Linked DNA regions of Zea mays: region 1 is linked to region 2. A link is a contact called in public Hi-C data. All regions are on one chromosome and are shown on one strand. Each heading gives the region's core, a stretch centred on a gene start, on an enhancer-like site or on the middle of the called end of the contact. The rest is flanking DNA. Distances are from core to core; before and after follow the strand shown.

What was found. Hi-C and Micro-C count contacts between places; a contact is called where the count stands out from the background.
Region 1: a contact with region 2 is called in a Hi-C map of bundle sheath, with 4 times the contacts expected there. The contact joins the promoter of LOC100281700 here to the promoter of LOC100384376 in region 2. A contact is called at or near these places in 8 of 25 Hi-C or Micro-C datasets (bundle sheath, ear, endosperm and 3 more) and 2 of 3 datasets of contacts at active chromatin or transcription factors (leaf and seedling).

The regions. Positions count from the first base shown.
Region 1 is chr4:214,603,118-214,607,198 of Zm-B73-REFERENCE-NAM-5.0, forward strand. It overlaps LOC100281700 (aldehyde dehydrogenase, dimeric NADP-preferring), which reads left to right and starts at 1,507. Exons shown (of 10, transcript NM_001368082.1): 1 at 1,507-2,202; 2 at 2,797-2,865; 3 at 2,983-3,079; 4 at 3,572-3,778; 5 at 4,042-4,081. The coding sequence starts at 2,020.
Region 2 is chr4:214,324,307-214,328,615 of Zm-B73-REFERENCE-NAM-5.0, forward strand. It overlaps LOC100384376, which reads right to left and starts at 1,454. Exons shown (of 3, transcript NM_001322063.1): 1 at 1,195-1,454; 2 at 801-1,087; 3 at 1-196. The coding sequence starts at 1,360.

The DNA of each region.
Region 1 (4,081 bases), core at 257-2,756, 280 kb after region 2:
CGTAAGATCCTATAGAGTATAAATGGAATAAGTCATGTGATATGATCCAATTCAATTTTTATTACACTTACTTTTTATTATAGTATGGAAATGCATTCATTTTCTTTGCATCGATTTTGATCCGCAATACTATCGGAGTAAAAGAAGGGACCTAAGGAAGAACACAGGCTAAACTTTTTGATTTTTTATTAGTAACAAGTAAATACTTTGTTTGGACATAAGAAACTTGCGATATCAAGGGGATAAACAACAACTAATCAAGAGACAATCCACAAAGCAATTGATCATGATCAAATTTGTAAGCCCACTTGGATATTGAGCATTTAAGGATAAGAATAGGATTCTTTTCAATGAGTAGTTATAGGCGCAACTTCGGAAAAGATAATTTGATAAAGTTTTTCTTACCTTGAGTCATTGAGTCATTATATACCCCTATTCTATTATGGATCCTCCACGGTCTTATTTCTTTCGTTCTTGCTCGAGCCGGATGATGAAAAATTCTCATGTCCGGTTCCTTTGGGGGATGGATCCTAAATAATTCACCTATCCCAATAACAAAGAAACCTGACTTAAATGATCCTGTATTAAGAGCAAAATTAGCTAAAGGGATGGGACATAATTATTATGGGGAACCCGTGTGGCCCAACGATCTTTTATATATTTTTCTGGTAGTAATTCTGGGTACTATTGCGTGTAATGTAGGTTTAGCGGTTCTAGAGCCGTTAATCAAAGCTTCAATAAGCTAGTTTATTTCTATTTTCGAATATTTATCATCCGCTAGTTCAGTTTTGAACTAAACCAGGATAAATAAAAAAGATTGCATTGAGTATAATTTAGGCTAACAGGAGTACATATCTGATATCTTGTTTCGCGTGTGTCGTTTTACCGGGTCACATGCTGCACATAAGCCACACGTATGACAACATAAGCTGCTGCAGAAGCTAGCTGTTTGAGAGAAGTTCTGCTTAAATTTGTGAAGAAGCTGAAAATAAACTGTGCCAAACAGGGCCATAACATGAACGCTACTGTCACCATTACGTAGGCGGCAGGCCCCACAACCGACTTGTTTAATCCACATCCACACACTCGCTATTCAACCATGTTTTATCCTACTCCCTCTATATAAAAAAAGTCATTCTAGGCAAATATTATTAAGTTTTATTTATTTATAGTATATAACTAATATATTATTAGATCAACCATTATTTTCTATAATAAATTTATTTAGAGGTATAAATGTATTATTTAAAAAATTAGTCAAAGTTAAAAAATTAAACAGCACGCATCCTGTAATAATCATATACTTATTCTAGAATGAGTGAGTACCTTGTGTATTGCTGTTACGGACAAGATAAATCTGAAACGCCATCGAAACCGAGAGAGAGGTGACAGTGAAAGGTGACGATGTTTTCACAGGCGGTGAGGAAACCCACGTCATCCCCTGCGTCCTTCGTTTCCCTTCCGACGAAAGGCGTCCGTCGCCTTCGCCATTCTAGAATTGTACTAGCAGTCCACTCAGACCGATGGGCGATGGCGAGGAAGGGGGAAGGAAAATATCAAAAGGAATCTCCCAAGTCCAAACAGACCCCATCGCCCGCCGCACGTCACGACATGCCCTTCTCCCTGCTAGTGCTGCCACCGCTCCCGCTGAAAAAGATTATTAGTTTTTCATTTCTATTTTTAATAATTGAACCTCTTCTGCCGGTTCTTCTCCCTCCTTGAGTACTACTTCCTGGCAATTTATCTTCTCCAACAAGGTCCGACATCAACAAGTGATTGCTCGCGGCCCCGCAAGCGAGAGAGAACTTTTCAACCCAAACAAACAGTCCAATCCAATTCCTAGGGCAATCCGGTGAACGTGTGCGTGTGTATATACATACACACGGCCGCCGCCGCCGCAGGCCTCGCTCCTACCGCCACCGGACTCCCCTTTCGCGTCCGCTTCTCTTGTTGTTGCTGTGCTCTCCTGTTACCGGGACCCGGAGGAAGGCAGGAAGGAAGGAAGGAAGGAAGGCGGGGATGGCGGAGGAGACGGTGCGGGAGCTGCGCGCGAGCTTCGCGGCGGGGCAGACGCGCCCGGCCGAGTGGCGGGCGGCGCAGCTCAAGGGGCTCATCCGGATGATCGACGAGAAGGAAGCCGAGATCAGCGCCGCGCTCCACGAGGACCTCGCCAAGCCGCATATGGAGTCCTTCCTCCACGAGGTGAGTTATTACTGTACTACTTGCTAGTTGTACTTTCCGATTCCTCGGGTTTTAATGTTTGTTGGACTCGCACGCGCTCTCGCGGAACCGCTGATGCCCATGTTCCTGTGACGAGTTCCATGGGGGGGAATTCCGACGTGATTCCTTCCCCTCGTCCATGGGCAAGGAGCCAACGTGCCCTGGCCCTGTTCTTCTGACAAGGGGGCAGGGCTGCTGTTGTGAATTGGGAAAAGCTGGGTAGTCAGTTTCTTATGAACACGCCCTCAACTCAACTGGCCAGCTGCTGTGGGGACTCTGCAAAGGGTAGCGTTGCGTGTAAATTGGTTTCTTGGTGGTGTTTGCTTCCACGGTCTCCCCGGTCTTCCGCTTCCGCAAAATTTACCACACTTTGCTCGCTATATACGTACTTCAATTCAGCTAGCACTAGTACAAAACACACATGTTTACTTGCTAGCAGCATTTGTCAAATCTTGTACCATGCAGTGGCAAGATTGTTTAGTTCTCAGTAGTCACATCAAGATTAATTTCATCCTTGTCTGGTACGAGCAACTGAGGACCGCGTGCTGCTTCTCCTGTGTTGTGTTGGTGCCTCAGATATCACTTACAAAGTCGTCGTGCAAGTTTGCGCTCAAGGGGCTCAAGAACTGGATGAAGCCCGAGAAGGTATTTTATTTATTATCCACCTCTGCAACTGGAGCTTCCAGGAGAGATAAATTTGTTTCTCCTCCTGCTGCCACTGTTTATCTGGCCCGGTGCTAACCTTTTGGGATTCGTGCTCAGGTACCTGCGGCCATAACTACATTCCCGTCCTCCGCCCAAATCGTGCCGGAGCCCCTCGGCGTCGTGCTCATCATCTCAGCCTGGAACTACCCTTTCAGTAAGTTCATTCTAAACTGTACAATTTTTTTTTCTTCTTCTTCTAGCTTGCTAGGCTGGACTATCTCTGGTTTTTAATTCGAAAAATAGGAACAGAATCTGTTCAACAGATGGCTCTCCTAAAAACACTTGCAAAATCTGTTGAGTAAGGTAGTTGTTAAACAGTTTGTTGTTGCGTGATGGAGTTGGAGCCTAGAAGATCCTGCCATTAATTTCGTATGCTTTCGTGCCCCATGCTTGAGGTTGAGGGTGTGCTATATTGTTGTCATATCTCACTATCTTTACTTCTCCACAAAGCAAGCTGTACGCGATGCACCAGTCTTTTTCAGGCACGTCACAAGTCATAATTGGCTTCAAGTCAACATCTGAACATTCATTCATAGCTCGTGTTCAAAAGAACAATCGATGCTTTGGCCTGATAGACTTTTCCTCGACGAGTCAAAAGAAGAAGAAAAAAGAGAGGGTACTAATTACCTGTACTTGTCCACTGTAGTACTCTCTATCGACCCAGTCATTGGAGCAATCGCTGCTGGAAATGCTGTTGTTCTGAAGCCATCAGAAATAGCGCCAGCTACCTCGTCACTGTTAGCAAAGCTGCTACCCGAGTATGTTGACAACTCCTGTATTAAAGTTGTGGAGGGAAGCGTTCCAGAAACAACCGCACTCTTGGAACAGAGATGGGATAAGATCTTCTACACAGGTCAAGTTCTTGAAACCTATGGTTTTTTTCATGGCTCAGTGATTCTTTTAGTTTCTTAGATACTTGATTGAGTAAAGATCGTCGCAGACTCAGCATGCTACGGCACATGCACTTCTCATTTGTACAGCAGTACAGGCATAAGGCATTAGCCATCACACAGTTACGAAAACAGAAATTCTTCTAATATAATCCATAAGTCCTTGATACTGAGCTGTACGTTGTTCGTGAGATTCTGACATGTATGTGTTTCGATGAATTTCCAGGTAATGGAACTGTAGGACGTATAGTGATGGCAGCAGCCGC
Region 2 (4,309 bases), core at 204-2,703:
GGAGCTCCACCTTCATCGGCGCCGCCGCTGCTGCCCCTACGCGGGCACTGGCACGCGGGTTCTTCGACGCCGCCGGCGCCGGCACCGGCTTGACGTCTTCGGCCACGGCGCCGTCGCCGTCGTCGTCGTCCACTGTGTCGTACCGCTCGATAACACCCTTCTTGTTGTAGATCCGGCACAGCACCCAGTCATCCAGCTGCAAGACAGTAGACACTTCATGGTTAAGCGCCGCCAATCCACGCGAAATCCCAGTGAAAAGTCAGACTAAGCTGATTGGGTTTTTTTTACTACGCATTGGAGTGTTTGGAAGAGGCTTGGAGATGAGGTCGACGTGACGTCGGATCCGGTGCGCGCCGCGCATGTGGTAATTTGTGCGCGGGCGATAAGATCAGGCGGCGGCTCTGCGCCGGCCATGGACCATGGTTGCCGCGCTTGTCTCTATCGCGGCGTGCGTGAGCCGTGACGCCACGCCGCCCGCGCTTTACATGTCTCTAGAGCCTATCCTGCCCAAGTAGCCGCGCGCTGTCACGAAAGGGACAACTCGATCGAGCTTGCTGCAAATGGACAATTTGCACGCCTACCTTTTTCAATTCCTCTTAACTAAGAATCTGCATATATAGTTGCAAGCCTAACAACACATTTCGATTCGATCCACTGTTTCTTGTTGCAGCATTGGTAAAATCAAACATCAATCTTTTTTTTTTTACTTCTCTCTATATTTTTTCCCTCTAACTGCAAGTGTCAGTATTTCGGGGAGATAAATATGTTCTCCTGAGAAAGGTCATGGTGTAGTGAATTACCCTGAGCGCGTTGTTGGTCTTCTTGCGTGCGGCGGCCGAGCGGTCGACGTCCGCGAGGCGGTACTCGTGCATGATCCAGTTGGTCTTGACGCCCTTGGGCGGCTTCCCGGCGTAGAAGACGAGCGCCTTCTTGATGGCCACGGGGCGCGGCGACCCTACCGGCTTGTCGGCGCCGGTGGCCTTCCAGTACCCTGTCCCGGCCGCCCGGTTAGGCCTGGAGCCATTCGGGTACTTGCGGTCGCGCGGCGAGAAGAAGTACCACTCCTTCTCCCCACCGAACGCCTTCTCTGCAACCACCGATCACCATGCCAGCTGATGAGGTCAGCGCGGGGTCGTCACCTAGCTAGCTCGGATAACTAACACTCGCTGACGATGATCCGATTGTTCGACGTACCTGGGAGCTGCCATGGGTCGAACTTGTAGAGATCCACCTCGGCGATGACCGGCGCGGCGAGCGGCAGGCCGCCGCACTTGCGGAGGAGATAGTACATCACCAGCTCGTCATCGGTGGGGTGGAAGCGGAACCCAGGCGGGAGCTGCAGCGCGCCACCGCAGTCCATTCGATCGATCACCTAGCTAGTGGCAACAGGCGGAGGCGGCCGGGCGGATTGGAGCTTCGAAACGATCGAGGAGCTGCCGATCGCTGGAAAGCTGATTGATTGCTGAGGAAGTCTCGAGAGCTTTTGGAATGGAACATCGCGCAGCTGTACCCGGGGTTACTTATAGAAGGGTGCTCCGACACGTGTCGACGGATGGACGGGGCGGCCTCGATGTGACGCACGTGCAACTTGGGGAGCGGGGTGTGGGCGGGGCGCCCGGGCCCTACTCGCGGGTGAGCAGGCAGGTTGACCTCAAGACGGCAAGACCCAAGCCGGAGCGGATGCGTGTGGCGCATCGGAGCGGGGGAGCGGTACGAGTGGACGGTGGGATGCGAGGGCGAAGGGTCCAGTGGACGGGATTTTGTCATCCCTTCCGTCAGCTGTTTTGGCGCCGCCCGGGGCTGGCCTCTCTCTGTGGGGTGCCTGCCTGGTGGGGCCGTTTCGTTGTCATGGGTGTGTGTGCTGTGGGCCCGCGTGGATCCCGGCCGTGGTTTTTTTTTTCTGTAAGATATTTTAATTAAAAACAATTGTCGTTTTGGCAGTGGAGATTCCCATCGTCCACTTCGTCGAGCCCCTGTGTCCAGCGAGTAAAATAACACCTGCTGAGGTAACCACGGTCGATTCTGCCGCGATTCCCCTGGCTTAAACTTTGATGATTACCAGGCATATTTCGGTCAGCTTTACGGCGGTACATGCAACGAATCCGTTGGTCTGTTTTAAATGGCGCTCTTCCCAAGCGTCAATTTTGTAGCTACACACTGATTTTCCTGATTTTTAAAAAGAATTTAACATAATATATCTCAGATGTTTTTTTGTGGGTGGGCTGAGTCCTAGTTTGTAGGATCGTAGGGGAGTCCTAGGCCATTTGGTTGGAGGGACTAAAGATTAGTCCCTCTATTTTAGTCTCATTTAGTTAGTAAATTACTAAACGGTGGGACTAAAATAGGGATTAAACTGTTTTAGTCTCTAGTTCCTTAGAAGGTGAATAAAGGAAATAAATCATAGTAATTTTATCTTTTGTCCCTCGTTTATTTCCGTTACACTAATGACGCTGAGAACACTAAAGGGTATTTTGATCTACTTGGGACTTATTTAATGCGTTCTAAAAGCTTTTAGTCCTTAGAACTAAACATGGTAGACACTAAATTTTAGTCCTGTAACTAAACTTTAGTCGCTGGACTAAAAAAACCAAACAGACCCTTAGTTTGTAACGATTTGTAACACCTAAATATAAGACATTTTACTTTGTTAGATATATATTTTTATTATACATCTAAATATATTGTATATCTAAGTGTATAACAAAACCTAAATGTATAGAAATATTATAAATTATTATAATACCTAATAGAGAAAGTGCTTCCTGCTTATACAATATCTACTCTTTTAAAGCACCACTTTCCTGCGCACGTGCGATGTGCGTCAGATGCAAAGTACGAAGCCTTCCCCGCTTCTCGTCTAACAATGATTCTATTACACCACAGAAGGTATTGAGAAACCACTCAAGCCTAACACCGCTCCCACATAGTAACATCTCGCTAGATAGAGGAAATACGTAAACAACAGTGACAAACTAGACCTGACCCCAACTAAAATTTGGCTGTACTTTTACCCCCCTTCAGGGCATGTTCGGTTACACCAATCCAGAAGGGGATTGGAGGGGATTAAATCCCCTCCAAGTCAAAAATGACTAGGAGGGGATTTAAACCCTTCCAATCCCCTTCTGGATTGGTGTAACCGAACAAGCCCTCAATTAAAAAATTAACAGGCCCTCTTGACATTTACGATTCTGGTTGGTATGGCGCAATCGCGCTGGCAGTTGGATGCCCGTATGTTTGTTTTCTAATCTGAGGGAGATCAGCCTTTTGCAGACGAACATGGCGCGGCGACACAAAACAAAGCCTGCAACCTGCACGCAGCAGGTAGCTAGCTCGACCGATCCACATGCATGCCGCTTACGAGGACGAGGACTGCAGCAGCGCGAATATCCGCGGGCTTCCGTGCGCTGCATCCTGCATCTGCATGGCGTGGTCCTCGCCAAAACGACGGGAGCTGGGTGCGGCGCGCGGCGGCGCGGACGCGGCTGGAGGGTGTCTCCCTCCCTGCCGCGTCTCCGGTCTCTCCGTGCGTGCGTGCGCGCGCGCGCAACAGGTATCCCGGCACGGCGTCGCGGACCGCGCGACCCGCCGGCCCGTGTGACATGGCGCGGGCGACGTCACGGCGCCCCCGCCCCCGTGCAGAGCCCCTGGACTGGAACAGGAAACGCTGGGCCCGCCTGTTCCCCGCGGCTGCCCGCAGCGGGCAGCGGGTCGGCATGTGTCGCTGACCCGACCTGGTCGACGCGGCGATGCGCAGCAGCGAGTGCGACGCCCCGGGCCCGGGCTGTCGTGATATAGCTTCTCCTAGCTGGCCTCGGCGTGGGCCCGATGCGTGCGTCCGCCGCGGCAGGGCTTGTTTGGGTAATCTTGGATTGGAGTGGATTGAGGTGGTATAAGGTGTATTGAAGTGTAATATGAACTAATTTTCCTTTCAATCTCTAAAATACACTTCAATTCACTTCAATCCCTTTATACCCAAACAAGGTAGCAGAGTTTAGTAAAATCCGCGCGTGATTGTCGATCTCGGCGTGACCTGTCTCCTGCCCGCCTCCAGACGCTGCACACTGACGAGTGGCCCGATGACCGACCGACTTGACCCCAACTGCCAGTGCTAGGCTTGGTGATAAGCCCAAGCTCTTATCGACGAATCAGATGGCGCATGCTTTGCTTTCTGCTTTCTCCCAGCCTCGATCTGCTCCTTACGACGCCTTTTACCGACCCAGGCGCAGCACGTCTCAGTGACAGGTGGGGACAACGCCTCCCGGTCCCGCATGTCACACGCCTGGCCTGGACTGGACTTGTCTTGTTCAGT